Linked DNA regions of Mus musculus: region 2 is linked to region 1. The links are chromatin contacts, called in public HiChIP or PLAC-seq maps. All regions are on one chromosome and are shown on one strand. Each heading gives the region's core, a stretch centred on a gene start, on an enhancer-like site or on the middle of the called end of the contact. The rest is flanking DNA. Distances are from core to core; before and after follow the strand shown. Region 1 has its middle 130 kb from the start of Gm36372. Region 2 has its middle 58 kb from the start of Lpin1.

What was found. HiChIP or PLAC-seq counts read pairs in DNA pulled down with a chosen protein or histone mark.
Region 2: an H3K27ac HiChIP or PLAC-seq map of the NIH/3T3 cell line shows a contact between it and region 1, with 5 times the contacts expected there. The contact joins two enhancer-like sites. A contact is called at or near these places in 4 of 15 datasets of contacts at CTCF or cohesin (embryonic stem cells, large pre-B cells, pro-B cells and 1 more), 11 of 484 Hi-C or Micro-C datasets (bone marrow-derived macrophages, embryonic fibroblasts, embryonic stem cells and 1 more), 9 of 115 datasets of contacts at active chromatin or transcription factors (the 230-238 cell line, the NIH/3T3 cell line, bone marrow-derived macrophages and 5 more) and 1 of 9 other capture datasets (embryonic stem cells).

Annotation. Positions count from the first base shown.
Region 1 is chr12:16,355,854-16,360,933 of GRCm38.p6, reverse strand. No RefSeq gene overlaps it. Among named protein-coding and RNA genes, the nearest start is that of Gm36372, 130 kb to the right of the region's middle. Within about 2 kb of position 1,928, at least 21 of the 459 cell types and tissues checked have an H3K27ac peak or open chromatin away from gene starts, as enhancers often do. A contact at or near this core is called in the NIH/3T3 cell line and embryonic fibroblasts, where this site is marked.
Region 2 is chr12:16,529,243-16,534,322 of GRCm38.p6, reverse strand. No RefSeq gene overlaps it. Among named protein-coding and RNA genes, the nearest start is that of Lpin1, 58 kb to the left of the region's middle. Within about 2 kb of position 2,147, at least 209 of the 459 cell types and tissues checked have an H3K27ac peak or open chromatin away from gene starts, as enhancers often do. A contact at or near this core is called in the NIH/3T3 cell line and embryonic fibroblasts, where this site is marked.

The DNA.
Region 1 (5,080 bases), core at 679-3,178:
TTTCAGTGGCAGAAAGGTTTCCTCCCAAAGGTATCTGCTGTGATTTGATTATGGAATGTCCTCCACAGGCTTATGTGTTTGAACGTTTGGTCTCCAACAGGTGGTGCTGTTTGGTAACATTATAAAACTTCTAGAAGTTGAGAGTTTTTCTGTAAGAAGTATATCAATGTGTCACTGGTTATATTCCTCCTCCTTCCTTCCTCCTCCTCCTTCCCCCTCTTTTTCCTATATTCAATATGCTTCCTGATTGCCAGGGTAGCCTCATGCTCCAGCTACCATGCCTTTCCAATCATGTGTGACTGTATCCTCGCTGGAGCTGCAATCTGAAATAAACCCCTATGCTGCCTAAGTCAGGATATTTTTTTTTTCACAGCAACAAAAAAGTAAAGAATATAGAGTCCATACTCTCATGCCTGGAGCCTGGTTGTTGCATTCCTGTTCTTAGTGAAGGGGAGATAATGAGTATTTTGGGATTGGTGGGTGGCTATGCTTAGAGTGGCTTGAACAGCCTCCCTTGGGAGGTAAGGTGTGAGACTGCGTATATTCCAGCTGGAAGGGATGGAAAAGACTCAGAGGGTTTTGTTTGCTGTTACCACACCTGCAGACAACAATTTAGGAGCAGCCTTCCCAGAAGCTCTGTGATGGTTTGTATATGCTCTGCCCAGGGAATGGCAGGATTAGAAGTTTTGGCCCTGTTGGAATAGGTGTGTCACTGTGGACTATAAGACTTTCATTCTAGTTGCCTGGAAGTCAATATTCTGCTAGTAGCCTCTAGATGAAGATGTAAAACTCTCAACTCCTCCTGTACCACACCTGCCTGGATGTTACCATGCTCCTTCCTTGATGATAATTGACTAAACTTCTAAACCTGTATGCCAGCCCCAATTGAATGTACTTTTTTTTTTTTTTGGTTTTTCAATACAGTGTTTCTCTGTGTAGCCCTGGCTATCCTGGAACTCACTCTGTAGACCAGGTTGGCCTCGAACTCAGAAATCCGTCTGCCTCTGTCTCCTAAGTGCTGGGATTAAAGGCCTGCGCCACCACTGCCCGGCTTAAATGTACTTTTTAAGAGTTGCTTTGGTCGTGGTGTCTGTTCACAGCAGTAAAAACCTAACTAACACAAGCTCCAATCAGCCTTTCAGATGGTTGCATATGTGTGAAGTCACAAGAGTCATAGCCAAACCCTTAAAGCAAAAGATATAGAGGTAGTAATACCCAGTTCTTGAATAACAAATCTCAACTACAGGAATTTTCAGTTCAAGGGATGGAGCTTGTGGCAGAAGCCCACTCTATTGATTCCAGAGTTCTTGGCTTCCTCCATATCATCCTAACATCAGAGGATGATGAGCCCTAGGCTGGATGTATACTACAGCTCTTTACTTTTATCCCCCTATCAAAATGCTGCCTTTGTACTATGTAGAAAGGGCCCTGAAATGCTGCATTTATTTTGAATTGGAATCATATCTATGAGGAAAAAATTTAGCTTTGGTAGTGGGGGTTCTCTGCCCCTTTTCTGGCACTGTGGCTGGATGTTGAAGACAGTCCCTGCTGGTGTTTCTTTCTGATCTTGCAAGAAGGGTCCTTCTAGGAGATGATATCATGGCTGGACAAAGGAATGGGGTTTTGGAAACCAGAGTAATAGTTCCCAGCAATCCAGGACATCTGAGGGGTCCAGCCCAGGGACCAGCATCTCATGGGAAATGGTGTCAAATGGCCTGAGTATTGTGTCTTAGAAACATCCCAAATCTTACAACATCAAGAAGAGAGGGTTGAACTGTGTTGTAAGCCACTTTGTTCTAAAACTTTCCCTCTTTGTATTTTCCTAACTTCTGTGAAAATAAAATAACTTTGACATGACAGTCAGTTGTGAAAATATAAGTCAATGAAATGGAATTTGTAAACGTTGAGTGAAGCAAATGTTTGGATTATCTTGTTTCAATTAAGATGCCATGCCTTAGCCTTCCAAGAAGGGGCCTTTGTTCTCCTCTGTGTTTGAATATATTATGCCCTCAGATTAGTTTTTAAAGAGGCAGAAAGTGGAAGGGATAGAGGAAGGGAGAAAACAAAGGCAGTGTGCACAAGAAGATCAATTCAGGGCAGTCAGTACAGGTTTGGAGTCAGAGGGGCAGGGATTTAAACTATGGTGCTGAATGTGCTAGCTGAGTGCTGTTGGTGCTTTCTTTCTTCCTTTGTTCCTTTCTCCTTTCTTTTCTTTTCTTTTCTTTTCTTTTCTTTTCTTTTCTTTTCTTTTCTTTTCTTTTCTTTTCTTTTCTTTTCCTTTCCTTTCCTTTCCTTTCCTTTCCTTTCCTTTCCTTTCCTTTCCTTTCCTTTCCTTTCCTTTCCTTTCCTTTCCTTTCCTTTCCCTTCCTTTCCTTCCTTCCTCCCTCCCTCCCTCCTTTCTCTCTCTCTCTCTCTCTCTCTCTCTCTCTCTCTCTCTCTCTCTCTCTTTCATTCAACTTCTTTGAAACTGTTTCCTTCTCACGTGAATTGATATATCCAGGCTTGTTATTTGGGGAGGGAGGGTTAAAGACCATAATGTAGATTTTGCCTGTTGCAGAAAGTTCCTCAGTAAATATTTACTAAATAAATTAAAGAATACTCTTTTCCCCCTACTCATTTATGTATTTATTCACTTTATATCCCAGTTTTGGCCTCCCTCCCCTTCCAGTCCCATGCTCACAAATTTCCTTCCCAATTACTCCCTTTCCCTTCTCAGAAAAAGGGAAGCCCCCTTGGGTATCCACCTGCTCTGGTATATCAAGTTGCAGCAGGACTATGTGCATCCTCTCCCACTAGTCAGTCCAGCTAGGGGAAGGGAATCTAATGGCAGGGAACAGAGTCAGAGACAATCCCTGCTCTAATTGCTAGGGAATCCATTATGAAGACCAAGATGCACATCTGCTACAAATGTGAGGGTGGTGGCTAGGTCCAGCCACATATGCTCTTTGCTTGGTGATTCAGTTTCTGTGAAGCCCCATAGGCCCAGGTTATTTGACTTTGTAGGTCTTCCTGTGGTGTCCTTGACTCCTCTGGCTCACTCAATCCTATCTCCCATTCCTCCACACTCCCTGAGCTCCACCTGATAGAGTCTCTGCATCTGTTTGCATCCACAGCTGGATGAAGCCTCTGGGGAGACAGTTATGCTAGACTCCTATCTGTAAGCATAGCAAAGTATCATTAATATTATCAGGGGTTAACTCTCTTCCATGGGATGGATCTCAAGTTGGGCCAGTCACTGGTTGGCTGTTCCCTCAATCTCTGCTCCATTTTTATCCTTACGCATCTTGCAGGCCGGGCACATTTTGAGTTGAAGGTTTTGTGGGTGGGTTGATGTTCACCTCCTTCAACTGAAAGTCCCACCTGGTTATAGGAGGTGGCCACGTTAGTCTCCATAGTCCCCCGAGTGTAGGTGTCTCAGCTATGGTCACAACCCATAGACTCCCAGGAGTCTTCCCTGTCCCAGGTCTCCAAAAAGGATATTCTTAAAAGTAGCAGTATTTCTCACTTGTGTGTGGACTATTTCCCAGTGTTCAGTGTCTCTGGGAAGTGTCAGTCCACTGTGGTCTCCCAAACTGATTTTAAAGGTGATAGACTTGAGGGCCCTTAACTATGCTGACCTTTATCACAGTCAAGAGTGATTCGTCCCATATTTTTTTCTCCTCCTTTTCTTCATTCACTTGAAAATATGTACTAAAATTCTGCTACATTTCAGGAATTGTGGTTGGAGTAGTGGTAATAAAGTAAAGAAAGTTGATCTTGGCCCCTGAGAAGGTGGCAGTCTCGGGCACCAAGGACAACACCTACTCAGTCTGGGTAGGGCAGCTGAGAGAGGTATCCAATGAGTGTGTCTAGGAGATACGGATTTTATTGACCCTGGTGTGGAAAATAAGCTCAGAATCATTATACACCACTTGAGGAAAAAGGAGGGTGAGTCCACTGTGGCTTCCACCAGATTTCACAGCTGATGGCTCTGATCCCTCTGTAAATATACACAGAGGTCAGAATTAGCATCACAGGCTACTTGAACTGGTCTCATTGTTAGTGAGCTCTAGTTTTGTGTGCGGAAGCTCCCTCAGGGATCCTTCCGGGCCTCCTGAGGAGGCCAGGAGGTGGTGATAGGCAGGACAGGTCTTTGCCTCAGTGTTTTATATCTGTGTTTTTATTACTTCAGTGTAGAGCTCTGGCTTCCAGAGAGATACAATATCTTACCAGGCAGCGATTAGATAGGAAACTGGGCATCATCTATAAGCTACATCCATTGGCAGATTTGATCCCAGCTCTCATGGCTATAGGCATTTCCTGTCTACACAGGAAAGAGCTTTTATCAGGAGTCCAAGTCATCATTCTTTTGTTTTTGTTTTTAGAACTGAATGCACACATCACTGTGAACTCACCCATTGCTCTCTGAATTGGTAATCTGCAATTCTTATTCCACAGCCTATAATTAGCAATGCTGTATACTAATGGTACCTAAATTGTGATGATATGATGCAAAGGCATTGCATTTCAATCATGTATCCTCTCAACCTCTCCATGCTGGGCATTCTTCCCTGCATCTAACTGATCTATTTTCACTTGGTATCAGTTTGTCATGATGTAAGTCAGGGGATGGAAGGGCAGTGGTTTATACACTTGATACTGGATGACACAGTTATTGAGCAAAAGAAGGTGTGTATGGTGGTCCTTTTAGATCTCTGGGTTCTAGTTTATCACAATAGAGAATTAGTGATTCACGTACTTAGTTAACATCAAATTTAGTGTTTGGGATGTAACTCCGTTGGTAGAGTACTTGCCTACATGGACAGCACCCTGGGTTCACTCCCCAGCACTGCATAGACCCAGTGTACAGTGAATACCTGTAATCCTAGCTCTTTGGAGTTGGAGGCCAGAGGATTAGATATTCCAGGTTCTCTGGGGTTTGAGTATACAGTGAATTCAACATTAGCTATGCTATACGAGACCTCTCCCCCTTTAAAAAGCTGTTTATTGAAACATAATTTATAAATTTCAATTTCCTTCACTTGACAGCTTTATGGATTCTGAAAACGTTGCATATGGTTCCTTAGATATTATTGTGGTC
Region 2 (5,080 bases), core at 898-3,397, 170 kb before region 1:
GGTCTCCGGGGTTTTCCCCTTTTTTAAAAAAAATTTATTTTTATTAGATGTTTTCTTTATTTACATTTCAAATGCTATCCCGAAAGTTCCCTATACCCTCCCCGCCCTGCTCCCCTACCTACCCACTCCCAAGGAGCTGAAGGGGTCTGCAACTCTATAGGTGGAACAACAATATGAACTAACCAGTACCCCAGAGCTCGTGTCTCTAGCTGCATATGTAGCAGAAGATGGTCTAGTCGGCCGTCACTGGGAAGAGAGGCCCCAGGGTCTTGCAAACTTTATATGCCCCAGTACAGGGGAACACCAGGGGTTTTCCCTTTTCAAGTCAGCTTGTAAAATGATTCCATTTCTGATTTGTGAGTTGCAAGGATTATAGGTGACCACCACATCTGAATTTTTTGTGGGTTCTGGGGATTTCAATGCTGGGCCCCTCACTTGTTTGGCAAGTGCTTTATCCACTGAGCTATCTTCGCAGCATCAGTGTCTCCGACAGACTCATGAGGATAGCCTGAAACACTATAGTCAAGGATGACTTTGAATTAGATCATTACTGCCACCCCACCCCCACCCCCAGTGCTGGGATTGCACGCATGTGCCACAATGAGTGTCTTTTATTTGGTACTGGGAATTGAACCAGGGCTTCATGCATGCTAGGCAAGTCCATGCTCTACACCCCAGGATAGACTTTACATTTGTAACCTCTCTTTTTATCCTGTAGCACCAAAGAGGATAATTGCTATCACTTGTGGTACAGCCAGGCTTGGTCCCCAAAGGGAAGCAGAGTCTGACCAGAGAAGCTGATCCTGGAAGTCAGTGAAAGCCGGTGGCCACAGGGGGGCACAGTTGGTTCTTGTTTGACCGAATAGCCTTTCAAAACAGCCTCTGCTTTGACAAAGGCCTTTCCCTGTGGTCCCAGGCTTGGAGACCAGCCAGGTTGTGGGTTGGATTTGTGTGGAGGCAGGGGAGTTTCTTCAGGGGACTGTTTCAGTGCGGATGTCCCTTGGATGAGCTCAATCCGAGGCCCAAATCTTTAAGTGAGCTTTGGAGGCCAGTCTGTTGAGATTTAAAATCTGTTCTTTGTGGCCCTGGAGGTTCTGGGAGTTTGTCCTGGGAGTTTGTTAAAAATAAAATTGTTTAGGACCTTATCCTAGACCTACCGACCCTAGCAGTGGGTGTGGGCCTCCGAGAATAGTTTAATAAGTCCTATGGGGTTCGGATGCACTCACATGTTGTGGACCATTGCAGCCCAGGCCCGGGCTCACGTCTGTCATCTGGCCAGCTCAGGAATGCTGTAATGCTATCAGCCTAGGACTCACATCAGCTCCACCCCACTTGCTCAAACCGGGAGAAGCTGCTACAAAGACCACCTCACCTCTTTGTATTAAAGGATCTTGGAGACCGAGCCACAGGTGCTTGCTTAAGTCACAAGGTGTCCTTCTGACCCTGTGGAAGCATCCAGTCAGATCTGCCTTCCTGGGGAATCTCAGATGGGAGCCACAGGCCTGGGAGACAGCAGGTCTGGCAGCCTGGGCAGAGTGAGAACGCAGGGAACAGGGTAGAGGTGGATGTGCCCAGATTTCTAATGGTCTCGTCCTCCCCGAAATGTTTGGGAGCCTCGAGGAGCCTGTCCCGATGCCAGCTATCTGTTCATTGGTGCAGGAAGTCCATTCAGCCTGCATTACTTTTAATGCATTTTGCAAGCAAGTGGCCTCTTCCTGTGACTCACTCCGCCTTTTGTGCACCGGAGGTTGTGGTTGGAAGTTTCACTTCGGAAAGTAACCACCAGTGCCTCCGATTTCTCCCGAGGCTGGAACCCCAACAAGTCACATGCATTTTGTAACAAAGAAGTGTAAATGGAGGTGCAGCCAGTCACGTTTCTGCTCTGTAAAAACATCCTTTTCTGAGATGGTCTGCAGAGCCAAGCTGAGAAGAAATGGGTTATATTTTCATTTCAGGACTTTGTGCTTTCTTTCCAGAATGTTCTTTGTCATCTTGATCCATTTTTCAGGATTATCTAAAAACAAAAAACAAACAAAAAAACAACAAAAAAAACCCCCCAAATCAAACCAACCCCCCAGCATTAGCTGATTGGGTGATCCATCCCTTAGCTGACTGAAAGTGACTCAGATCTGGACTGAAGTTTGGGTTCTGTCTACCAGGCAGCATGGAAATAATGATGGTAATAGGATTGGTTGAATAACAACGTGTATTTCATCAGGCTCTTCCCCAGTGGCCAATTCACGGGCTCTCTATACATTTATTTCTTCGGATAAGCCAGCAAAGGCTAAGCGGGCAAATTCTACAGGGCAGTTTTCTCAAGTTTAAAGACTCATCTTCAAAATGTTGTGGAGCTGAACCAAGTTATCACCACCCCTGTTAGTTGTAAAGCGATTTATGTGTATGAGTATTTTGACTGCTTGTATGTAAGTACCATGAGTGTGCCTGGTGCCTGTGGATGCCAGGAGAGGGGACTGGATGCCCCTGGAACTGGAGTCACGTGTGATTTTGAGTGATCCAATGTGACTGCTGGGAATCAAGCTTAGGTCCTCTGAAGCGTGTATGTGTACACACACACACACACACACACACACACACACACACACACACACACACATATATATATGTATATGCAGCCCAAAATGTTACTGTTATTTTGAGCTGTAACATGCTATGTGACTGAGGACAGCCTTGACTTTTGGATCTTCCTGCTTGCCACCACCTCCATTACAGGCATACAGCAGTGCTGGAAATTGAACTAAGGGCCTCACTCATGGTAGCCAACTACTCTAGCCAGCCAACGTGTTTTTCTGCTTTAATTCTTTTTGTGCACAACCCTAGTCTCTTCAGCATTAGTAAAGCCCAAATGCACTTAGAACTAAGTGCAGCTAAAGCCGTAGTCAGAGTTCCAGTTAGCATTAGTACTTACTACATTCTGGAAAGCTGATGTGGGCTTGAGAAACGGTACATTTGGATTTAGAAGAGATGCCTTTGATGTTTCACTTCTCACCTTGATTCTTTCAACTTCTGTGCAGGGAGGACAGTCATCGTCATTAAACACTGACCTTTTAAGAGTGAGGATGAGCAGTTATTCCATGTTTATGTGAGTGTCTTGCTGTTGGTGAAGTTATGATTTATTTTCTGTCTGGTGCTGGGGAAGGAACCCAGGGCCTTGTGCATATGAGACGAGTGCCTCAAATCCTGACCTTCCTGTTGAACTAGCTTCTATCTGAGGTTGACATGGGACTTTTAAATATCTCCTTTGACCGCCCAAGATGGGTAATTCCTCCTCTCTCTGATACCTTGAAGATGAGAGAGGGGCTTCCTGCTTACTCTAAAGTTAACCTGAATGGTCGACTTGACACAGCCCAGAGTCATCTGAGAGGAGAGCTCCAGCTGAGAAATTGCCCAGAACAGATTGGCTTGTGAGCATGACTGTGGGGGATTGTCCTGATTATTCACCGATGCAGAAGGACCCAGTTCTTTGTGGGTAGCTCTATCCCTGGGCCTGGGTTGTAGACCAAGTTGGCCTTGAACTCCCAGAGATCTGCCTGTTTCTGCCTCCTGAGTGTTGGGATTAAAGGTGTGTACCACCATGCCTGGATGAGGCCCTTTCTTTCATTAAATAAACAAACAAACAAGCAAGCAAGCAAGCAAGCAAACAAACAAACAAACAAACAAACCAAAGGAAATCTAGCTGAGTATGAGTCCAAGTGAGCCAGAGAGCTAGCCAGGAAGCATCGATCCTGGTGTCTGCTTCAAGTTCTTGCTAGACATTCCTTCCTGACTTCCCTCAATGATGGACTGCGACCTGTGACCTTGAAGTGCAAGCCAATAAATACTTTCCTCCCCTAAGGTGGTTGTGGGTTTTTGTTTGTTTGTTTGTTTTTTGCTTTTGTTTTTGTTTTGTTTTGTTTTGTTTTGTTTTGTCAGAGTGTTTGTTCACAGCAACAGGAAGGGAGCCCTGACATAGTCTGTAATGGTACTGGTACAAGTAGGTCCTATGGACCAAGGCTGAGTGCTCCCACCAAGGAGAGCTCCTCTTTCCAAGAGAGATGAGAACTCACAGACAGGCATGGCTGCTGGTGCCTGCTGTAAGGTAGAATGTCTAACTGGTTAAAGGAGCTGACTGGGGGCTGGGGATGGATAGTCATTAGCGCAGCTCTTGCCTAGCATGTATAAGGCCCTGAGATTTCCACATCGCCAGAAAGAACAAAGAGGATGTGTGGGCCATCCCATCTCTGGGAGCCACAGATGCTTCTAAGCTTTTTCATGCTTTTACTTGATCTGAGAGCCATCTAAGTGGGTATCAGGGAAGAACTTTGCAGGCATTTGGTGGATCCCAGAATGGATGGCAGTTTTTTCTAGGAATTGAGGAACTTAACCTGCTTCCCCCTCTTTCCCATGGATACCTGTGGCAGGAATTGTGGGGTAGGATAGCCAAGCAACCTCAACATCCTTCAGGTCTATGCTCATTCTTATGTTTGTTTGTTGTTTGGTCAACTTGGCATAAGCTACAGTCGTTTTGGAAGAGAAGATGCTTCAACCAGATTGGCCAGTGAGCAAACCTATGGTGTATTTTCTTGATGATGTTTGGACATGGTTGGTGCCACTTTTGGGCTGGTGGTCCTGGGTGCTATAACAAGGTAGGCTAAGGAAGCATGGGGGAGCAAGCCAGTAAGCAGCACCTCTCCACGGTCTCTGCACCAGCTCCTGCCTCCAGGTTCCTGCCTTGAGTTCCTGCGCTGACTTCCTTCAGTGATGGCTTATGCTGTGGAACTGTAGCTGAAAGAAACCCTTTCCTTGCCAGGTTGCTCTGGGCCATGGTGTTTTATTACAGCAAGAGGAACTCTAACTAAGACAGGTCTATTATGATTCATTGAAGTCTCTGGAGAAGAAATTGCTCTTGAGATGGGTGGGAACCTCAGGGGGTATCAGTTTACCTGCATGGTCACCTTCTCCCTCTGTGACATCAAGCTGGTCAGAAAGCTACATAGCCTGGCAGAAAAGGATCCATCCCGAGACACCCTTGACATCTGTGGAGAAGAGGAAGCAGACAGCAGCCTCAACTTCGACCTTAGAG